Linked DNA regions of Mus musculus: regions 1 and 2 are each linked to region 3. The links are chromatin contacts, called in public HiChIP or PLAC-seq maps. All regions are on one chromosome and are shown on one strand. Each heading gives the region's core, a stretch centred on a gene start, on an enhancer-like site or on the middle of the called end of the contact. The rest is flanking DNA. Distances are from core to core; before and after follow the strand shown. Region 1 holds the start of Ehbp1 (EH domain binding protein 1). Region 2 has its middle 3.7 kb from the start of Gm51939. Region 3 has its middle 16 kb from the start of Gm39609.

What was found. HiChIP or PLAC-seq counts read pairs in DNA pulled down with a chosen protein or histone mark.
Region 1: a contact with region 3 is called in an H3K27ac HiChIP or PLAC-seq map of neural progenitor cells, with 4 times the contacts expected there. The contact joins the promoter of Ehbp1 here to the enhancer-like site in region 3. A contact is called at or near these places in 6 of 484 Hi-C or Micro-C datasets (cerebral cortex, muscle stem cells, myocytes and 1 more), 5 of 115 datasets of contacts at active chromatin or transcription factors (astrocytes, embryonic stem cells and neural progenitor cells) and 1 of 9 other capture datasets (pancreatic islet).
Region 2: an H3K27ac HiChIP or PLAC-seq map of neural progenitor cells shows a contact between it and region 3, with 4 times the contacts expected there. The contact joins two enhancer-like sites. A contact is called at or near these places in 1 of 15 datasets of contacts at CTCF or cohesin (the NIH/3T3 cell line), 3 of 484 Hi-C or Micro-C datasets (the 3T3-L1 cell line, the HL-1 cell line and uterus) and 3 of 115 datasets of contacts at active chromatin or transcription factors (embryonic stem cells, neural progenitor cells and stem cell-derived neural progenitor cells).

What each region holds. Positions count from the first base shown.
Region 1 is chr11:22,285,408-22,288,107 of GRCm38.p6, reverse strand. Ehbp1 (EH domain binding protein 1) reads left to right here and starts at 1,313. Exons shown (of 25, transcript NM_153078.4): 1 at 1,313-1,426; 2 at 2,234-2,620. The coding sequence starts at 2,517.
Region 2 is chr11:22,586,813-22,589,512 of GRCm38.p6, reverse strand. No RefSeq gene overlaps it. Among named protein-coding and RNA genes, the nearest start is that of Gm51939, 3.7 kb to the right of the region's middle. Within about 2 kb of position 1,437, at least 94 of the 459 cell types and tissues checked have an H3K27ac peak or open chromatin away from gene starts, as enhancers often do. A contact at or near this core is called in neural progenitor cells and stem cell-derived neural progenitor cells, where this site is marked.
Region 3 is chr11:22,458,172-22,460,871 of GRCm38.p6, reverse strand. No RefSeq gene overlaps it. Among named protein-coding and RNA genes, the nearest start is that of Gm39609, 16 kb to the right of the region's middle. Within about 2 kb of position 1,446, at least 27 of the 459 cell types and tissues checked have an H3K27ac peak or open chromatin away from gene starts, as enhancers often do. A contact at or near this core is called in astrocytes, muscle stem cells, neural progenitor cells and 1 more, where this site is marked.

The DNA.
Region 1 (2,700 bases), core at 64-2,563, 170 kb after region 3:
GTAATTTTATTCTTCATTCTTTCTCTACACCTTAGATGTCTGTGAAACATCTAAGGCTGAAAGCAAATTTTTGTTTTTTGGATAGGATGGATATTTTCTGCCCCTTGAGAAGTCTATAGCTTTCACAGCCTCAAAAGGGATCTTGTGCTATATACTTGTGATGTCAAGGGTGTACACCTAACATCTCAGCGATCTCAGTAACCTGGATGTTGAAGCAGGAAAACCATGCTAACCTCTGGAAATACAGTTTCAGGCCATGTCAGCTGCCTCTTAATAGACGTAAACAACATTGCTCTCAAACTATTAAGTTATTTCGTCCTCTCCCTTGCCTTTAACCACCCTTTCCACATAGTCAACCACTCCCTAATCCACCCACAGCTCATACCAGAGGATAATGAGACCGCAAAGGAACACGAGAATGCAAGATTCAAAGAAATGCTGAGAATGAGGACAAGAAGAGACTGTACTGTAAACATTTATGTCCAGTTTAGCCCTCCTTGAACCTGGGGCAGGCTCCTGGCAAGGTCAGGGAAAAACTCGGAAAGAACTGAGTGAAATAAAGGCTGTGTGTGCAAAACCGCTGGCTGCTAGTGGCGCAGGAGAGGAGCAGCCAGTTCGTGGGTGGGGATGGGAGAGAATAGGAGAGAAACCACAGCACCTCAGTGTCTCTGGCAGCCGCTGGAATCAGACTCTGCTCAGTTCATACACCAGGAGCCAGAAACCCTGCCCAGCAGCCACGGCGCCTTTGACGGACAGCCACCTTCTGCAATGGCTTTCCAGTTCACTATAAACATTCTTAGTCCTCCCGCCTCCCGCTGCCCTCAACCATTCCAGGGAATGGGCGGGATCGTCCTTCGTGATTTACACTTTTTTTTTTTTAAAGAAGAAGAGGGTAGACCGGGCGGGTTCCACCTAAGGGAAAAAAAAAAACTGGGGGGGTGGATCCCCTATGACCGGCATGAAGATCTACCAATGGAGTGCCTCGCTCGTCCTAAGGCCCGCCCGCCGAGGAGGCGGGGCTCCCGCAGACTCGGCCAATGGCGGCGAGGCGGACGGAGGTTGAGCCGCCGTGGGTAGGGTTAGTGTGAGAGGTGCGGCGGGGGAGGTAATGATGGTGGTGGCGGCCGAGGGAGGCGGGGGAGGGGGATCTGGGCGCTGAACCGCGGCTCTGGCAGGGCTCGCTCGGGCGGGCGGGCCGGAGGGGGACGGTCGCTGGGCGCTCTGCCGGGGAGGGGGCGCTGCTCCGGGAGGGGGCGGGCGTCGTCCGCCCGGGAAGCTGCAGACCCCGGCTCCCGCAAACGAGCACCGCGCCGGGCTTCGCTGTTCCACGCGGCTCCAGCAGGGATGGAGGACTCGGTGGCGGTAGCTGCTTCTGAGGCGGCGGCGACCGAGGAGCGGCTCTAAGGAGGGGACAGCGGGATTAGAGGTGTGAGGAGGGCTTGGAGTGGACGAGCGGAGGGGCCGGGGTTCGGGGACCGAGGCTGGGGTCTAACAGCAAGGCTTGGGTGACAGGGACCGCAGCTGGCAACGCCTGTCTCTGCGGAGAGACAGGGGTCTGCACTCGGTGCGTGAGGAGGCGAGGCTCAGGCCGGCTGCCCCTGATGGGGGAGGGAGGCACCGCACCTCGCACTGTCCATTGGCCTGGCTGGTCATCGCTTCAAGCCCAGGCAGGAGTTTCCATTCCCCTCCTCCTGGCAGCCAAGGTGAAGGGGAAGCAAAGTGGCCTGGAGCTGGGACCTTGCCCTCTCTCTGCCGTGAGATTTCCCTCCACTGCTAGTTCTCCATCCATTTCCCTCTCCTACAGAACCAGCATTTCTCCCTGCACCCTGGTTGTGCTAAGTACATATTCAGTAGCTCGAGGCTATTCATTATCAGCTGAAAAATAAAGTTTATTTAAAAAATAACTCCTAACTGGTGGTAGATATATCAAACAGCATCCTGACTTTCCCGCCCTGTTCTTCCTTCTGCTATGCTAGGTAGGGAAGGCAGGGCCCGACTGGCATCTCTCAATTGTTGGTTCTGACAACCTGGTGTATTGCCGCCTGTCTTCGGTGTGATTTGTCATTTCTTCCTTAGTATCTTCCATCCTTGATGTTACTGGCTTTTGAGGCCGGGGTTTTGTTTCATTGTTTGAAAACCACGCAGATAGCAGAGGTTGTTTCGGTCTTATCTAACACTTCTCATGCGTCTGTCCTCATATTCTTTCTCTTTCTGTCTGTGTTTTGCTTTTCAGTTCTCCAGAACCCACGTCATATAGTCCCTGAAGTGGAATGATGATGTCTCCATGAGGGAACCTCCTCTCAGTCATCCTGTCCTGTACATCAGCTGTTCTTGACTGGGCCATTGATCTAAGATAGGATTTACCCTGTGAGACAGGGAGAAGACTTATGGACGCCAAGCATCATTTCAAGTTCTAGTTTTTGTTGAAAGTACTGACATACATGCAAGGCTCGTGTGCTTTATCAAAGCTGCTGTGTTGCTAATCCAGAACTGTTCCAGTCTCTTGGCCTATCACCATGGCTTCAGTTTGGAAGCGACTGCAGCGTGTGGGAAAACATGCATCCAAGTTCCAGTTTGTGGCCTCCTACCAGGAGCTGATGGTTGAATGTACAAAGAAATGGTAAGACGTGCTTAGGGGTAGATTAATGTCTTGTTGCCTAACCATCCTGTAGCTTGGACTGTGGGTCTTTTGGTAGCCAG
Region 2 (2,700 bases), core at 188-2,687, 130 kb before region 3:
GGCCCTGTGCCCACTAGTTGGTGCTCACTGCTTGTGGGTTGGAGTGGTTAGAGGAGGCTTCTGAGACTGGAAGCCCCCTGCAAATAGGGAATGCAGAGTTCATCTCTCTATCGCCATCCCTAGCCCATTCCTAGACACCAGGGGTCAATGAAAAGAAAAAAAGAAATATATAAAGAGGAAAGGAAAGGAGAGGTATGGTAGAGGAAAAGCTTATTGTAGATAAAAGAGAGAGTGAGGCAGACACATCTGGGAGAGTCCAGAGTGGACTGAGCTGGCACATGCAGGGAGATGGGACACCAGGTGAAGCATCTAAGAGGCTAAAGGTACAAATGACGCTGGTGACCCAAATAGCTGGATTATAGTGAAAAACTTCTGTGGGGAAAGACAGCTCAGCCTCTGGGCTGGAGAGCTCAGGGCAGAGGATGGGGTATGCCAGCCAAACCCTGTAACAGGTAGGGACTGAGAGAACAGGGACAGGGAAAGTCTGGAGGCCAGGTCTGCTTTGCTATGTAAATAGACTCCTCAGCCATCTGTCCTGGTTTGAAACCTAACAAGGAGTCATTCAATAAATTCATTTGAAAGGCATAGATGATGGGCATGGAGCTGGGGCTGAGTCTGGAAGGACAGGACTTGTCCGGTGTCTAGGAGAAGGGAGGATCTTGTGCCCAGCACATGGGGCTGGGCTTCCTGCTGTTTGCTGACAACTTGCTTGCAGAAAAGCATTTAATGGCTGGGCTCCTTTTCCAAGTGCTGATTGTGGTCAGCCCATAGCCTTTCAGTCCATCTGGCAGAGGGATACATAGCCTCATCAGCATGCCTTAATCCTATCAGGACACAGAGTCCAGGATCCTGGCATTCCACAGACATGGGAGAGAGGAGGGGCGAGTGGGTGCTGGAGGGGGTTGGGGTGGGGTGGGGGTGGAGCAGTCTGAAGCCCCAGGCCCCTAAGCAGAGCTTGGTGAAGTTTTAGCCCCAGCATCGGGTAACTGAGGATATGGAGGGAGTACAGATTTTTTTTTCTTTCAGGAAATCTGGAGGAATTTGGAGTTCTTTATGGAATGTGGGGATAGTTTGGCTCATTGATTATTTATGCAGGCTTTTCAAACATTTGCATAGAACAAGCTAACCTTTGCAGGGCTGTCAGGTGTGGTGTACCTTGTAATCCCAGCATTTGGAAGACAGAGGCAGGAAGCTTGCCATCAGCTTGAAGCCAGCCTCTCCACACAGCAGGTTCCAGTCCAGTCAGGGCCATGTCAAGATCCTGTCTCAAAGAGAGCTCTGTACATTTTCTAGCAAAAGTGCCAGACTGTCAGTGGGATCCAAATGATTCCACAAATAGTCCTCTTTAGTAAAAAGACGTGGCCATGGGAAGCCTCGGCAGAGCCTCAGGGCCTGCAGCCCACACGACAGCTCCTTCACAGTCCTTGTCCATTTTATTCCTGCAGACATTGGGCTCAGAACGATTTTAGTTCACTACTAAAGAATAAACCCAGTGTGTGAAGGATGTGTACTCATTGGGTCTGGCTGGAACCTTTCCTGTCTGGCTCCCAAATAAAGCTATTTGGATTTACTCCAAGCCTCACAGAGCTGACTGAGCTTAGGGCTGGAAGATCTGCTAGCTGACAACCTCCTTTTCCAGTTGACCAAAATTCCAGGACCATCAGGGACTCTTCAGGGTTATTTCTGGGCACTGGGTGTTAGTACCAGGACACTCCAAGCCTCGGCCTAACAATGTGACCCTTGACCTGCGTTGCCAGGACAACGACCCTCAATCCCACAACCCATTTGGCTCAGTTCCCACCCTCACTGGCATGACATCATTTTCTATATAAATTAGGAAGTCACCTCTTCCTTTCTCTCTTTTTCCTTTTCTCTGCCCTTCTACCTGCTTCGCTGCCCCCAAACCTCTCCCATGTGGAACCACCTTGGTCTGGTCTGCTGTCTGGTCTATCCACTCAAAATATTTCTAGATTAATATTATATGATATTAATTAACATACCACTGGGCAATGGGGTGGTTGATTTTGGATTTTTCCAGTTTCTAGTGTGTCACCCAATGGATGCCAAGAATTACATTAGACATCTTTGGCAAATTGAGAAAATGCTCACAACAGAATTACTGGTGTCAAGACCCTGACAAGAAGCACACAGAGGCATCTAGACTAACATATTAAAACCCACTAAACATGCTAAACAGACTGTAGAGGGTAGCAATCTGCAGTACTGAGTGTTTCAAGATAAGGTCTCTCTGTCCTGGAAATCACTCTGTAGACCTGATTGGCCGAGAACTCAGGATCTGCCTGCCTCTGCCTTCCAAGTTCTTTAAAGGCTTGTGCCACCACTGCCCAGCTTTACTGAATTTAACTTGGTTAAATTTTATTTAAGCTGCAGCTGACCAGTCGCCTTGTTTGGATTGGAGACTGAGGTCCAGCAAAAAGGAGGAGTGGCTTTTAAAGGCAAAAACCACTTTTTTTTTTTTTTTTTTTTGGATGTGCACTTCTGCAGGTGGGAGGTCGTATCTGGGGTCTTTTGCATACCTGGAATTCCTAGTCTTACAGCTTCAGGTTGCTTACAGGGCTGGCCTCAGAACTTTAAGATCTCAGCTATTACAGTGAGGATCATGCACGCTATGTGGAATGCAGGTATGTGTTCTTAGCACTGAGCCTTAGCCCAGAATTGCAAAGAAAGTCAACCTTTTCA
Region 3 (2,700 bases), core at 197-2,696:
CCATATCCACACCTAACTACTCATCCAGACCCACACCCTTGCTAACTTCATGAAAAAAATCCCCCAATTTTACCATTTTCAAATTATCTTCTCCCTCTTTTCTTCACATTGTACCATAAGTAGAACATTCCATTCTGTTTATGATTAAATACTCCAGTATGCTGTGATCCAAGTCTACCCAGAAACCTCATCTTCACCTCACACCCCCAACAGAGAGAAGAGTACTACAGCTTCTCTGTGCCTTATGACTTTTCCTATCAACATACAAGTAAACTAAATCTTTCTTAGAAAGAAACAAACACGATGTATAAACAAGTCTTTCTGGACCTACTGCCCCTCTCCAAACCAGACTAGTATCTCTTGCTATGACCTTTATGTCCCAGCAGGCACCATTTGCAATCACCTTGCTCATAGATAGAACATTTTCCACCTGAGTCCCTCCTTGTAAGAACCTTCTCAGTTACCCACTTTGTCTCTTTCCCTTTATGGTGACTAGAAAAGACAAGATTCCCTGGAATGTATTAGGAAAGCAGCAGAGAGACTTGGAAAAAACGTTTCTAGCTTCAATTAGACTTACAATGTCTGTTGAGGCTCACCAGCTTTATAGAGCTGTGGGCTTTTTACTGTTCTTTGGAGAAAGAAGAACCGATTACAAACTTATTTCTTTGAGAGCTCATACTAAACTATGGTACGTTTTTGTAACCATTGCCAAGTTACTTTAAATTTGTGTTTTGGTTCAAGGGCAGACTATATATTGGTTAGGATGTATTCCCAGCTGATTTATCTCCAAAAAGGTTTGCCCAGGGTTTGCCAACTTCTGAACATCTTTCCTTGTGACAGCATTACATTACATATATATATATATATATATATATATATATATATATATATATATATACTCCACTGCTTCCTAAACGCTTATGCCCTTACCAAGGACTCATCCTGAGTTATATAGCCTTGTTAAGAAAACTTTCCCCAACAAATGGCTGGTTCCTCTGGCACTGCTCATACAGAAGGGAATACTCGTCTTGCTTCTTTCTACTTGGGAATCCCACCTGATATACATACAATCCTTAAGACTGATTAGTGTTGTCAATCAACAACAAGCTTTCTTTTCTTTGGTGAAAGGAGTTAAATGTCTCGAAGGCTGCTTCCACAGTCTACTCCAGGACCAAGCCCACAACACGCATGCCCAAGCAGTCACACCAAACCCACGAATACACATGCCCCAGCAGTTGCTTCCAGCTTCTTTTGTATTCCAGGCCAGAGGACCACTCAGGGAAACCCAGCAGACCAAGCTGATGAGCACTGGAGCTGCAGCAGGGCCAGTGGTCTGAGTGCCAGCGAAAATCACAGCAATCTTGGAAACCTCCACAGGCTTGGAAAAAAAGATCCAGGATGCATGGCAAACCAGCTACAGCAGCTGCATTGTTTCAGTGGAACAGCACCACATAGAGGAGGTGCCTAGCTGAGATTTTAGAGGCTTAGGCATAGAATTTTCATCTCATGCCCAGACTTGGGAGAGATGATAGTCACAACCTCAAAAGTCTTGGCTTTCTGAAGCTTTGGCTGGCCAAGTTCTGGTTGTCATGAAGTCTTCCAGCTTTGAGGTCGGGGTTAAGGAGACAATACTGAATAGGCTAAGGCTGTGTCCTTGTGTAAAAGTCACCCTATTGCTGTCTGAAATGTCACATGATTCCTATGCAGGAGGCTCTGCACTGTTACTTGGATGACTTGGAGTTCACAAGCACACTAATGCCAGCGCCTCCTTTGTAGTTCTAATTCCTTTCACTGCTAACAAACAAAGAGCACAGAAGCTGGGAGGGAGTCCATGAGGTTCACTGAGCAGTGGAGGTTGGCAACTTACCCAGAGAGGACCCCTCATGGGCAGAGCATGTCTCTTAGCTACAGCAATTCTGTCAGCCAGAGTCCATTCTAAGTTAAACAGAGACGCATAGAGTTTTTTGTTTTTGTGGGGTTTTTTGCTACTTCTTTCTGAAAAAATGTTTGTTAAAATTACATTTTGATTTATTTATCTTGTGTGTATGAACATGTATTATGGCACATGTATAGGATTCCAAGGACAACCTTGAGTCAGTTCTCACCTTCCACCATGTGGGTTCTAAGAATTGAAGCCAGGTGATCAGGTGTGGCAGCAGACCATTGAGACCCTGCTAATGCCATGCCTCTTTAAGCATACATGTGTACAGCATACTTGCTGCTTGTTTTTAGTGTTCTGAATTATTATTATTTTTTAAGTCAGCACAATTGGTGGTTTGAATGAGAATTCCCCCCATTGGCTCATATATTTGAATACTTGGTCCCCAGTTATTAGAACTGTTTGGGAAGGATAAGAACTTGTTGGAGGAGGTATATAACTGGGGCTGGGCTTTGAGGTTTCATTTCAAATCCATTCCAAATTTTCTCTCTCTCTCTCTCTCTCTCTCCCCTCTCCCTCTCCTTCTCCTTCTCCTTCTTCCTCCCCCCCTTGCTATATGAGCTCTCAGCTACTGCTCCAGCATACCTATCTGTTACCATGCTCCCTATCAATAGGGCCATAGGTGCTAACCCTGTAAGACCTAAATGAATGCTTTCTTCTATAAGTTGCTCTGGTCATGGTATTGCATCACCTCAGTAGGTGACCCATCCAGCAGGTCCAGTTATTCGAGGATCTCGAGGGGACCTCCTCCTAATAACCAA